Regions from separate parts of the Rattus norvegicus genome. Here region 2 is linked to region 1. A link is a contact called in public HiChIP or PLAC-seq data. All regions are on one chromosome and are shown on one strand. The core of a region is the stretch at or near the end of the contact, and the rest is flanking DNA. Distances in the headings are between cores, read along the strand shown.

Region 1 (5,546 bases), core at 1,867-4,366:
CTTCTCCAGAACAGCAGCCCTCACCACAGAGCCTGTGACTATTCCCAGTTCTAGCCCAGCTTCTCCAGGACGGTCGTTTGCTAGTAATACCCTGGGAAAGATAATACAGCCTTTCCCCTGTCCTCCCAGGGCTGTCTGGGATGAACTAAGTAACTCCTCTCAGGTCACTGTATCTCAGGTCACAACTTCCCTTCCCACACCATCTTGCAGGCTGGTGCCTTCCTTGTTGCTTCTGAGCGTAGATCTTACCTGCTTGGTGCAGTTTTCTGTCAAGGCAACACACAGCAGAAAACATACAAAGCTGCTTGACAGCAGGCCCTCGCAGTTATTAGCTTGTATTTTACGTGCAGCTTCCCCACTCCACAAACCCACTAGGCTCACATCCGGGACACAGCCTTGGAGGCTTCAAGGTGCTATTTTGGTTACCTAGTCCCAAAGCTGTTTCCTGTGCTTCTAACATGGAGTACAACCATGTTTTCCTGTCACAGCAACCTTGGAAAATGGGTCAACCAGTTTCCTCATGGGTTCCTTTTTGCCAACAGCTGGCTTGCTGCTGCAGAAGCGTGAGCTGCCTCTTAAAGAACCTTGTCAGAAAATGCAGTCTTTGATTCAGAAAATGCTAAGATATTACCTTTGTCATCTGGGTCTGTTGCCTCTCTAAAGAAAATCGTGAGAGGCAGAAGAGGAGATTAATGTTGGCTAGAAGACCAGCAAGGTCTTCACTTTTGTTTTGGAATATTTCTTTACACATTTAATCCCTAGAAGATATTGCTACATAGTTAGTATTCATTTCGTTTTGCTAACATTTTTCATTTCTTCCTGTGTCTCTAAACCTGTGGCCCTGAGGCATTTTCTTCTGCCTGCAGAATTTCCCTAAGCGTTTTAGTTTTGTTTGTCTGCAAAGGTCTTTGTGTTTAAGAAGGTTTCTCATGTTTGGTGGAATTCAATACTAGCATATTCTTTCCTCCTCCTCCTCCTCTTTTTCCTCTTTCTCCTCCTCCTTCTCTTCCCCTCCTCCTTCCCCTAGTGGCTTTGGGGCAATCTCCCTCCTCTACTTCATTCTAGCTCAGCCTTCTGCATCGTCTGGCAGCAACTGGCATCTCTGGTGTGGGAGTGCCATCTGCAGTGCGCATTCTCTGCCTGTCCCTAGAGTGCCAGTCACTCTGCCCAATTCTCTTGTCCTCCATGCTTTTTCTAAGGCCCACAGCTGTACTGTCTGGTCCCCTCTGTCCCTCGTGTGGGTCCCCTGCCTCCTCGTCGTTCTCTCTGTCTTCCCTTGCTTTCTGTTGGCTCATCCTTATCAAGTCGATTCTTTCTTCTTTGTGCCTGGGAGAGGTTAAATCCATCACAGTTTTCAGTGTCACTGTCACATTTCAGCTTTAAACTTTGCATATATAATCTTATTCCACAGAGCTCTCCACTGAAGTTGTGAATTTGGCCTGAGAGCAAACAGATGCCCACACCTGACTGGACTGTAGATACTGTGGTTCATTTCTGAAAAGTTTGTGCAAGGCCCTGCTCCAAGTCCGTTAGAACTGTCGACTTGTTTAACTGGCATTTGTGATTTTATTGTTTTTTTGGGCAGAGACTGCCTATGTATTATAGACTTGCTATGGACTCACATAGCACACACTCGCTGTGGTCCTTAATCTGTCCAGTGCCATCGTTACAAGTTCATGCACTGGCGCATTCGTCCCATCTCTGGCGGGGAGCTGGGCGTGGTGTCTAAGACTCATGGCTGGTGAATGGCAGCCAGGCTTGGCTCCCCCAGTGTCACTCCCCTGCTCTGGAGAGCTCTGCTGTATGTGCCATTGGTAGTGGAGACAGAGAATCAAATTTAGAAAAGACTTATTTCTCATCCAAATTGAATTCCAAGAAAGGCACTGGCAGAAAGCCACAGCAGTGATCTGTTTGTCATGTGACTCAGAGGGCCTCAGTGGCTAGTAGAGAAGGCATGAAAGTGGATAAACAGCTATGTCCTCCCCGGCCTTCACCTCCCCTGCCATCCAAGTTTCTTATTATCTCTAGTAGGAAGTAAAAGCTACACCTTGATCCCAAATCCCTGCCTTCTTTGTCTTTGTAACAGGTTAAAAACAGTTCTTCTGGGACATAAATGAACATTGACCCTCTCTGGGGAAGAGCCGATACTCTTCCCACCCAGTTCGTTCCTTTTATATCTCCTTCCTCCATTTTTTTATGGCATTTAGATAAGTTTAGCAAGTTAGAGGAGGGTGTGGGGATACACAACCCACTCCCAGCTGCTGGAAGGCTGAGCTGGAGGATAGCCCAAGTCAGGAGTTAAGGCTACCCTTCACAGTGTAGTGGAAGCATGTGAGAGGAAGTAGTTGGAAAGAGAGAGGAGGGGGGAGGGAGGGAGGGAGAGGGAGGCAGGTGAGCCTTGCATTTGGCAGTTCCTCTCACATGCCCCTAATGTCTCGTGCAGCTTCCTCCCTCCGGTTTCACAGCTGCTGGACCCAAAGCACAGAGGAGAGTTTGCCACTTGGCAGTGTTCACAAGCTCGCTCTCATCCTTCCCGCTCTATGGTGCCCATTTAAAAACTAACCCCTTCCCTCCCTCTCTCCCCTGGAAATGAGTTTCCTGTGAGCTTATGAAGCCAGCAAAGGGGCATTGGCTCTCCTAACTCTTTCCAGTGTCCTGAAATGTTCTTTCCTGTGATCACCATGAGCATGAAGGAGCTAAGAGCCCTTCTGCTTCCTTCCCTCTTGCAGGGGCTACGCCATCGCCAGCAGCAGTGATGACCGCATGAATGAGCCTCCCACCTCGCTGGGGCTTGTACCTCACCAGGTGAGTGATTTGGAAATGAAGTGTGGTCCTGCCCCATCCTCTAGTAGAGGTGAAGGTGAGACCGCCACACTCTTCCTTCAGCACAACTCCTGCAACGGGGACCTCAGAGGGGCCTTAATGACCTGCAGAGCGTTCTTTTCTGGGGATACTGCTGGGAAGAAATGAACCAGTGGCACTACCTCACTTTGAAGTATTGAAGCTGCTGACTAGACTCTGCCATGCAGTAGAAAAGGAAGGGTCAGGCCTTGGGACTGCCATGCATGGTTCAGCCAGCTTCAGTCTCAGCCCTGCTATTTATGGCCTTCCCTGGCCCAGTCTCAGAACTTCTCAGGGCTTGTTTTCCTGTTTGCAAATCACACTGAGCTCCCTGGTAGGCATGGAGACCAGGATGGTAAATGCCAGCCCAGCAGCCCACAGTATGAATAAGCTGACTAGCCTTCAGTGTCCAGTGCTCTACCTGGGCAGGAAGCCTTTCTGGACAAGCATGGGCAGACCGTTAGCCATGTCACCCAGAAGCAGGGCCTTTTCCCACCACAGCTTGCAGGATCCATGCCTGAGGCTGAAATGAAAGATGCTGGGAAGATGGGATGAGGCCCACAGGTCCTGGTCTCTCAGTCTGCTTGCTGCCTTTTGGGGAAACACAGGCAGCTTTAGTGTCACATTTGGGGAGCTGTTTGTTCTCCATGGTCCCATGCATTTCACAGCTGGGAGGGGTCCCTTCACTGCAGACCCCGCCTGACCAGTGTATTTGTTTGATGCTGGCATGAAACCCAGGGCATCATGCATATCAAGCCACTGTGTAGTCACCCAGCCCCTGTGCCTGGGGCTTTCCAGCAAGGAGGTATCTGCAGAAGAAAAGGTTAGCCCGCCATCGTGGAGTTAGTGAAGCTGTGGTCCAAGCCCAGGCTTTGCCCCATGACTGGTGTTCTCCCAGAGCTTCTGTGGCTGGAGAGCCCAAGGTTGCATGGTGGCACCTCTCTCCTGTCTTATACCTGCTGCCTCTTAACCTGTTTATGTCAGGAAAGTAAGTGCTTGGGTCCAGGAGTAACTCTGCCTCAGCTTTGGAAACTACAGAACCCCAGGAAAGGTGGCTCCCCCCAGTATCTCCCAAGTGTGTCATTTGTATGACCTAAACATGTCAGTCTTTGTCCTCAGACACACTCCCAGCAGACCCTGGCAATGTGGCAGCCACCCCTCCCCCACCACACAGGGCTGCTGACCTTCAGGCTGACCTGGGCTACTCTCACATCTTCTCCAGGTCATCCTGCCTCTTCTCCTGCCCTGTTCTTCCTTCTCCTCATCTCCCTCACAGACTTCATGCTGAGGAGGGCCTCAGTTAAAATTTCCGTCATGCCCCTGCACTGGCTTCTTCCTTTAAGTTAAATTGCGGCCACTGTTGCTTTCTTAGTGCTGAGGCCAGGGGACAAAACACCCTCCCTAGACAGGTGGTTGTAGGTGGCTGTGTCAGGCACATGCCGGTTTCCCAGTGCTGTGCCACCTCATCCCTCCATAGGCATTCATCCCCAGCCAGCGGCCATCGCTGTCACTCACCAAGCTCTCCAGCTATCTGTCTTCTGCAGGTGTCTGCAGGGTTCTTTTGGTTGTTGGCCATCTCTTCATTTGACCTTTTCAAAGGCTGAAGAATAATGCCACCGTATATGGTAAAAGTGTGTGTGTGTGTGTGTGTGTGTGTGTGTGTGTGTGTGTGTGTGTGTGTGTTGCTTATTTCAAGTTTTAAGCCTTTATTTTTAGCAACATTCTAAAAAGGAAAGAAGAGAAAGAACTTCAGAATTAATCAGAGTTGTTCGGTCCCCATTTAAACAAATATTTTTTTTTCTTTCTCTCAAGTGGAGGGGACTATTTATGCAACTGTGCTTTGATTAGGGAGTGTCATCTCCACAGAGCTGGGCCTGTGGCGGATTCAGCATCCTTCTTCCTCCTCCCCCTTTTTTCCCTCCTTTCCCTCCTCCACCCCCTCCTTCTCTTCCTCTCCTCTCCCTCCTCCAGAGACAAATGGTTTCCTGTTGGAGGGGGGCTGGCTAAGTCCCTTTGTGTATTTTGCTTGTAAATGACCTGCAAAGTTCTGGCTCATTTTCTCAGTGCCCCAAGGAGTGTGCTTATTACTCTGTCCCTGAGGAGTGCAATGCCTGAAAGCCCTCACCCCACCCCCAACACCCCCAACACCACTGTGTAATGGCGGAAAACATTCCTTGACTTCTTTGCTGTCCTGTGAGTGGGACCTGGGAAGCCACTGGCTTGCTCTGTCCCTCTGTATGAGTGCACAGGCAAATTGGCCCCGTTCACATATTGTCTAGGGACAGTGAGAACCGTGATTAGTCCCCAATTGAAATCAACTGAATGTTATAGCTGAAGAAACCTGGCGCGAGACGTGAAAACCGTGAAAAACCACTAGCTGTGAGGAAGCAGTCTCTTCTTACATTTATTTATTTTTTTTAAGTCTCTGGCCCAACCCACAGGGATAGATGCTGCAGGCAGACAACAAGTAAAACCTCTTTGTATATGAAGAGAGTGGGGTTTTTTTCTTAAAAAAAAAGTATTATGTTGATGCATAAACCACATACAGATAATGATCCAAATCACCAAGTGAATGATCCAGGCACTCACAAAGTGAACACACACACACACACACACACACACACACACACACACACACACACACGTGTGTTCATCTGCTTCTCCAGATGCCCCTTCCAACAGAAAAGTGAGCTTTTTCCCGACTC
Region 2 (5,546 bases), core at 1,613-4,112, 310 kb after region 1:
GATAAGCCCAGTGACACGAAGCCATTATGACTCTAACGAGAGACCCCAGCGTCTCCTGCTGAATGTCAAAGTCAGAGAAATTGTGACACGGAAACAAAATCATTGTGAGGGAAACGAAATTAATGTTCTTATTTAAAAAAGTTGTTTCAAACAAAATAAATAAATAAACTGTTTCATGTGCATGAGTGTTTTGCCTGCATGTAAGCTCATGCAGCACATGAATGCTGGGCCTGCAGACGCCAAGAGGTTGTCTGATGCCCTTGGACTGGAGCTACAGTAGTTTCCGAGACCCCAAATGGTTGCTGGGAATAGAACCCAGGTCCCTGAACAGCCAGAGCTCTTAATCGCAGATCCCCCAATACATACACTTTATACACACACACACACACACACACACACACACACACACACATATATTTTTTTAAGGAAACTCACCATAGGCTCTGGAAAGGAACAAATGACCTGGGAGAATTACACTTCAACCTTTTATCACTTCATTGTTCTTTTACCGACTGTGAGAGCAGAAGAGGGTGTTTTACTATTTAGAATTTACTCTCTTGGGGTTGGGGAATTAGCTCAGCGGTAGAGCGCTTGCCTAGCAAGCGTAAAGCCCTGGGTTCGGTCCCCAGCTCCGGAAAATAGAAAAGGAAAAAAAAAAAAAAGAATTTACTCTCTTTTGGACCTTACGTAACCTGGGTAGTTCATGTCCATTTTACTATTGTTAGACACATAGACTTATACTTGACTAAGTAAAGAGAAACAAAAATCAGCTATAAAGGAACAACCACAGGCCTGAGAGATAGTTCAGAAGTTTAGAACACTTGCTGTTCTTCGGAGGTCCTGGATTCAATCCTACCACCCATTCCAGGCAGCTCGCAGTTGCTGTAACTCTAGCTCCAAGAGGTCTGACTCCCTCTTCTGGCCGCCACAGGCTGACATGCACATGGACACAATAAAGGGAGATACTGATGAGACCAGGTTTTGAAACTGTCTGGAGTGACTGGGGCCAATCACTGAGTTCTCAGGAGGCCAAGTCCAGATCCAAATCCATCCCAAGAGCTGTCCCAAAGGTTAGTATGATCAAGTCCACAGACCACTGCGCTTGCTTAATGAAAGGGCCTTTTCCTTCTGATGCAGCAGGAGCTACTCTCTGACTTCAAGCGATGCCACACGGCACGCAGTCTGCTCTGAGACGCACGGTTTCCAGGTCTGCACCATGGATAAGAGGTTAACAGGATCTTTTAAGTCCCCAGCTTCATCACTTCCCAACTCCATGATAACAGGATAATACTTAGTGGTAAGATGGCCCTAACTGGAATCGACACATCTGCTGGCCGACTCCAGCCTCTGGGTTTCTTGTGCAGAGCAGGGCCTTCTCTGGTTTTACCTCTTTAGGTTTTTTTCTCCCCACAGCATTAATGGCAGTTTATCTTCATGTTCTGCTTAAGTGGGCCTAGGAGAGCCCTGAATATAAGCCAAACCATCTACCTTAAAGACAGGGTCTCACTGTGTAACCTTGGCTGGCCTGGAACTTGCTATGTAGACCAGGGTGGCTTCAAACTCAGAGATCCTCTGCCTCCTGTGGACTAGCTTAAAGGCAGGTGGCACCATACTTGACTCTTTAATATTGAGAATATGGTCTTGGAGCCTGGGCTAGCCTTGAACTTGTGGTGGTATGCCCCCGCTGTCCCTTAAGTGCTGAGGTTACAGGAATGTGCTACCTCTTATAAATAGTGGGACTATTTATAACGTACCCTCATACACCGCAGGTGAGGCAAAGCCATTTGATTTAACAGACCTCTTCCGCCCCCACGGTGAGAACATAATAGTCCATAATTAGGCCATTCAATGAGTTTAGTATTATTGCATTCATGGAGTAAAAGGAAACAACAGTGTAGGACAGCCCAAGGCTGAGTGATGAAGATCAGCAAAACTGAGGGTGAAGCCTATGCTAGGAAACCAAGTCCCATTGCGTCTGGACTTTTCCTCATGGGTTCAGTCAGGGAAGCACTTCTCATCTTGATAGGACTAAGGATGGATCAAACGCAAGTCTTCCCCATCCAGGCACCTTGTCCCTTAGTTATACCCTCCAAGCCTCCATTTTAAGGTTCTAAAATAACTCCTATCACCATTCCCTAGCTCTGTGTGTGTGTGTGTGTGTGTGTGTGTGTGTGTGTGTGTGTGTGTGTGTGTGTACACATGCCACAGTGCATATGTGGAGATCAGAGGACAACTTGAGGAAGTATGTTCTCTCCCTTTCACTACGTAGGTTCCAGGAATCAAACGTGTTCATTATTCACTGAGCCATCTCACCAGCCTTTTCCCCTAGCTCTCTCAGACCTTGTATTCCACACGAAATCCCGGATCCTAGAAGAGAACATGAGCCAACAGCCCAGGTCCAGTGAGCTCCTGACTTGTCCCACGATGCCTCTCAACATCCATATTTCCATTCTCGCAGTCAGTGCTCTTAACCTCTGAGCCATCTCTCCAGCCCCTCTCCCAGATCCTTCTTAATAGTGTCGCACCTCCTTTGTGTACATTTCTGTGGCTTTTACAGAGGAGCTATTTTGGGATGTGAATAGCTCAAACCTGCAAAGAGGCGAGGAACCCTGGGCGTCCTTTCTTGGTTAACAAAATACCACTTGTTCTCCGAGAAGGCCGCTCTGCTTGCGCTGTCGGAGAGCAGCCTGCTTGCTATTTGAGGTTAGGCGAGTGAGAATAAAAGCATCCTTACTCAAGGGGAAAATGTGCGGATCTGGTTCTCCGGCGAAAGGTGAACCAGGACCTCATCTCCGTAGCATTGCTATTTGTTGCTCAGAGTGAAAAGCAGTGAGTGGTTGGGGCCCCGCCAGAGAGGCCTGGGAAAAGGAGAGAGTCCTCACGCTCGTGAATAGCTATTTGTACCTACTGGGAACGCCGATCTGGGCTGCACACACAGCATTGGCAATCCAACTGCACAGAGGAAGGGCGATGCTTGAAGGGTCTTTCAAAGGGGAGATTTGTGAGTACCGTTCAAGCCAGGAAAAGGAGTTACATGAGGGACTCCAGTGTAACATAGTGACAGCAGAGACTGCCTGAAGTGCAGAGTGAACTTTTAGTCTCAAGGAACCCAGACCTGCATGGTCCTGTGACACTCAGCTCCCACCTGAACATTCCCATCTCAACACCAAGGCAGGGACTGCTCTAAGCTGTCGCTGCTGGGAGCCACAAGGGCTGGAGCCTGGTCTACCTGCTGGACTGCGGGCTTTTAGGACAACTGATGTGGGGATCTTCATTTTTATTCCTTCAGCATACAGAGAGGAAACTTGGCTGCCTTCTGAGTCATTAAATGAGCTGCTCAATCTTTGCATTTCAAAGGCGAAGTGCCCAAAAGCTGGCTCACAGTCGTGCAGAGCCAAAACTTGTAACCAGTCTCCCAATTCCTAGTTCATTGGGACTTTTCTGTCCTCCGAATATTAATAAAGTTACAGCATGGCAAAATCACCTAAGGGTGAACATACTTGAAAAAAAAAAAAACAGTTTTATGCTTTACACAGATGAATCATATAGCACGTCGATTTTTTCTAAATAAAAATGTCATTTTAGTTACTTTATATTTTTTAGGAGAATGCTCATTGTTTAACCCTCCCTGGCTGGCTTAAATGCTAGGTAGACTAGGCTAGCCCAGAATTCAGAGTTCTACCTGAATCCTGAGAGCTGGGATTAAAAGCTTGTACTTCCATGCCTAGCTCCATTAAATACTTCAAATTCCATGATTCTGGAAAAATATCTGTTGTAGGGTTTGTGATTTAGCTCAATGTTAGCTTTCTGGGTTCCATGCCCTGTACTATGCATGGGTGTACACACACACACACACACACACACACACACACACACACACACACACACACAGAGAGAGAGAGAGAGAGAGAGAGAGAGAGAGAGAGAAAGAGAGAGACAGAGACTGAGACTTAGAAACTTAAAGCTGTCCAGGAAATAAAAATAGGTATCTTTTTCAACCATGACAGGAAAATATAATATAAAATTTTTTATTTATTTATTTTTTTGTTTTTTTATGAAACAGGGTCTTACTATGTAGACTTGGCTGTCCTAGAACTCAGAGATCCACCTGCCCCCACCTCCTGAGAAGTGGGTTAAGGGCATGCACCACCATGCCAAGCAAAAGTGTAATAGAAGTTTAATTTATAGCCAACTCTTTCTAGAAATGTTCATGTTTCCAAATCCTTCATATTTCTTTTGAACACTTGATAGTGGGTGAGAAATCCCCTTTCAATTTGTAAGCCGCAGACACTCTAGAAGCTTTAGCTGATGTGATCTGACAACATGATGTCTTTTAAAACAAAGACAAGGGGTTCACATATTTCAGAATTCTTTTTTAAGACACTTGCTCACTTTTCTTGTAGAAGATGCCGCCTCTGTTCAAGTGTCACAAGTGTTTGCTGCCACCTACAGGTGAAAAGTTTGACTGTGGATGCTAATGGGAAGAGAGGTAGGCAGATTTATTCCCACAGGAAGGAGTGAGAGCCAAGGGAGGGAGGAGAGGGTGCTTGAGTACCATTATCAATGATTTACTTCAAAATACTTATTTATTTTTAATGTATGAGTAAGTTTTACATCCATTAGGAACACATACCATATGTGCATAATGCCCAAAGAAACCAGAAGATGTCAGACCCTTGGGAAGTACAGTTACAGACAGTGTGGCCTCCAAGCCCAGGACACACGCTGAGCACAAAGGAGGCTCTAGGTTTAATCTCCAGCATAACAAACAACTCAGAGGCCATGTGTTCACTCTGTGATTCCATAGCATTTTTGCTTTTTAAAAGCTAATTAAAAAAAAAGAAACGAAAAGCTTAAAGTGCTTACTTTAAAGTTGAGGGCACTGGCTGCTCTTCCAATACCCATATGGTGTCTTACAACTATAACTCCAGTTCCAGAGGAACAGACACCATCTTCTGGCCTCTACGGGCACTGCACACATGTGGTGTACAGACATGCATGTAGGCAAAACACCCATTTACATAAAGTAAAATATAATTCTTGAAAAAGTTTTAAAGTAGTACTGGCAAAAGTACAGTAAAGACACATTTGTACATATACATTTTTGTTCAATTTCCTTTTATGCAAAGGTAACAGCCAGCCAAGAACACTCACTGAGAGGGAAACAGCACTTCTGAGTTCTCTAAATCAAACACTTGGGGATGCTCATCCACAGATGGACTGCCCTGAGGTGGGGGAGACCCAGCGAGCGAGCGGTGCGGGCACGCAGTTACATGAGAAGCAGAAGACTAGGCGTGCTGGGTTCTAAACGCCGAGTCTTTTTGAGCTAACAACCCTGCTTCTAATTTCCAGGCAGGGCAGGATTATTACCTCCCCTGAACAGGTGGGAAAATTGGGATTTAGAGACAAAACCCAACTGTATAAGTTCACATAAAGGTGGCGAGTGATTTCACACTCCCTTCTGCCCCATTAAGCTGCAGAGTTTATAAAAATAAACAGACACACCTCAAGAAAAAAAAAAAAAAACCCAACACCAAAATCAGATC

What was found. HiChIP or PLAC-seq counts read pairs in DNA pulled down with a chosen protein or histone mark.
Region 2: a contact with region 1 is called in an H3K27ac HiChIP or PLAC-seq map of oligodendrocytes, with 12 times the contacts expected there. The contact joins two enhancer-like sites. A contact is called at or near these places in 3 of 12 Hi-C or Micro-C datasets (the A7r5 cell line, the Rat2 cell line and mammary epithelial cells) and 1 of 1 datasets of contacts at active chromatin or transcription factors (oligodendrocytes).

What each region holds. Positions count from the first base shown.
Region 1 is chr4:149,456,420-149,461,965 of GRCr8, forward strand. It overlaps Atg7 (autophagy related 7), which reads left to right. Exons shown (of 18, transcript NM_001012097.1): 15 at 2,730-2,805. Among named protein-coding and RNA genes, the nearest start is that of Atg7, 40 kb to the left of the region's middle. Within about 2 kb of position 3,117, at least 25 of the 93 cell types and tissues checked have an H3K27ac peak or open chromatin away from gene starts, as enhancers often do.
Region 2 is chr4:149,762,864-149,768,409 of GRCr8, forward strand. All of the region lies in intron 3 of Tamm41 (TAM41 mitochondrial translocator assembly and maintenance homolog), which reads right to left. Among named protein-coding and RNA genes, the nearest start is that of Tamm41, 11 kb to the right of the region's middle. Within about 2 kb of position 2,863, at least 28 of the 93 cell types and tissues checked have an H3K27ac peak or open chromatin away from gene starts, as enhancers often do.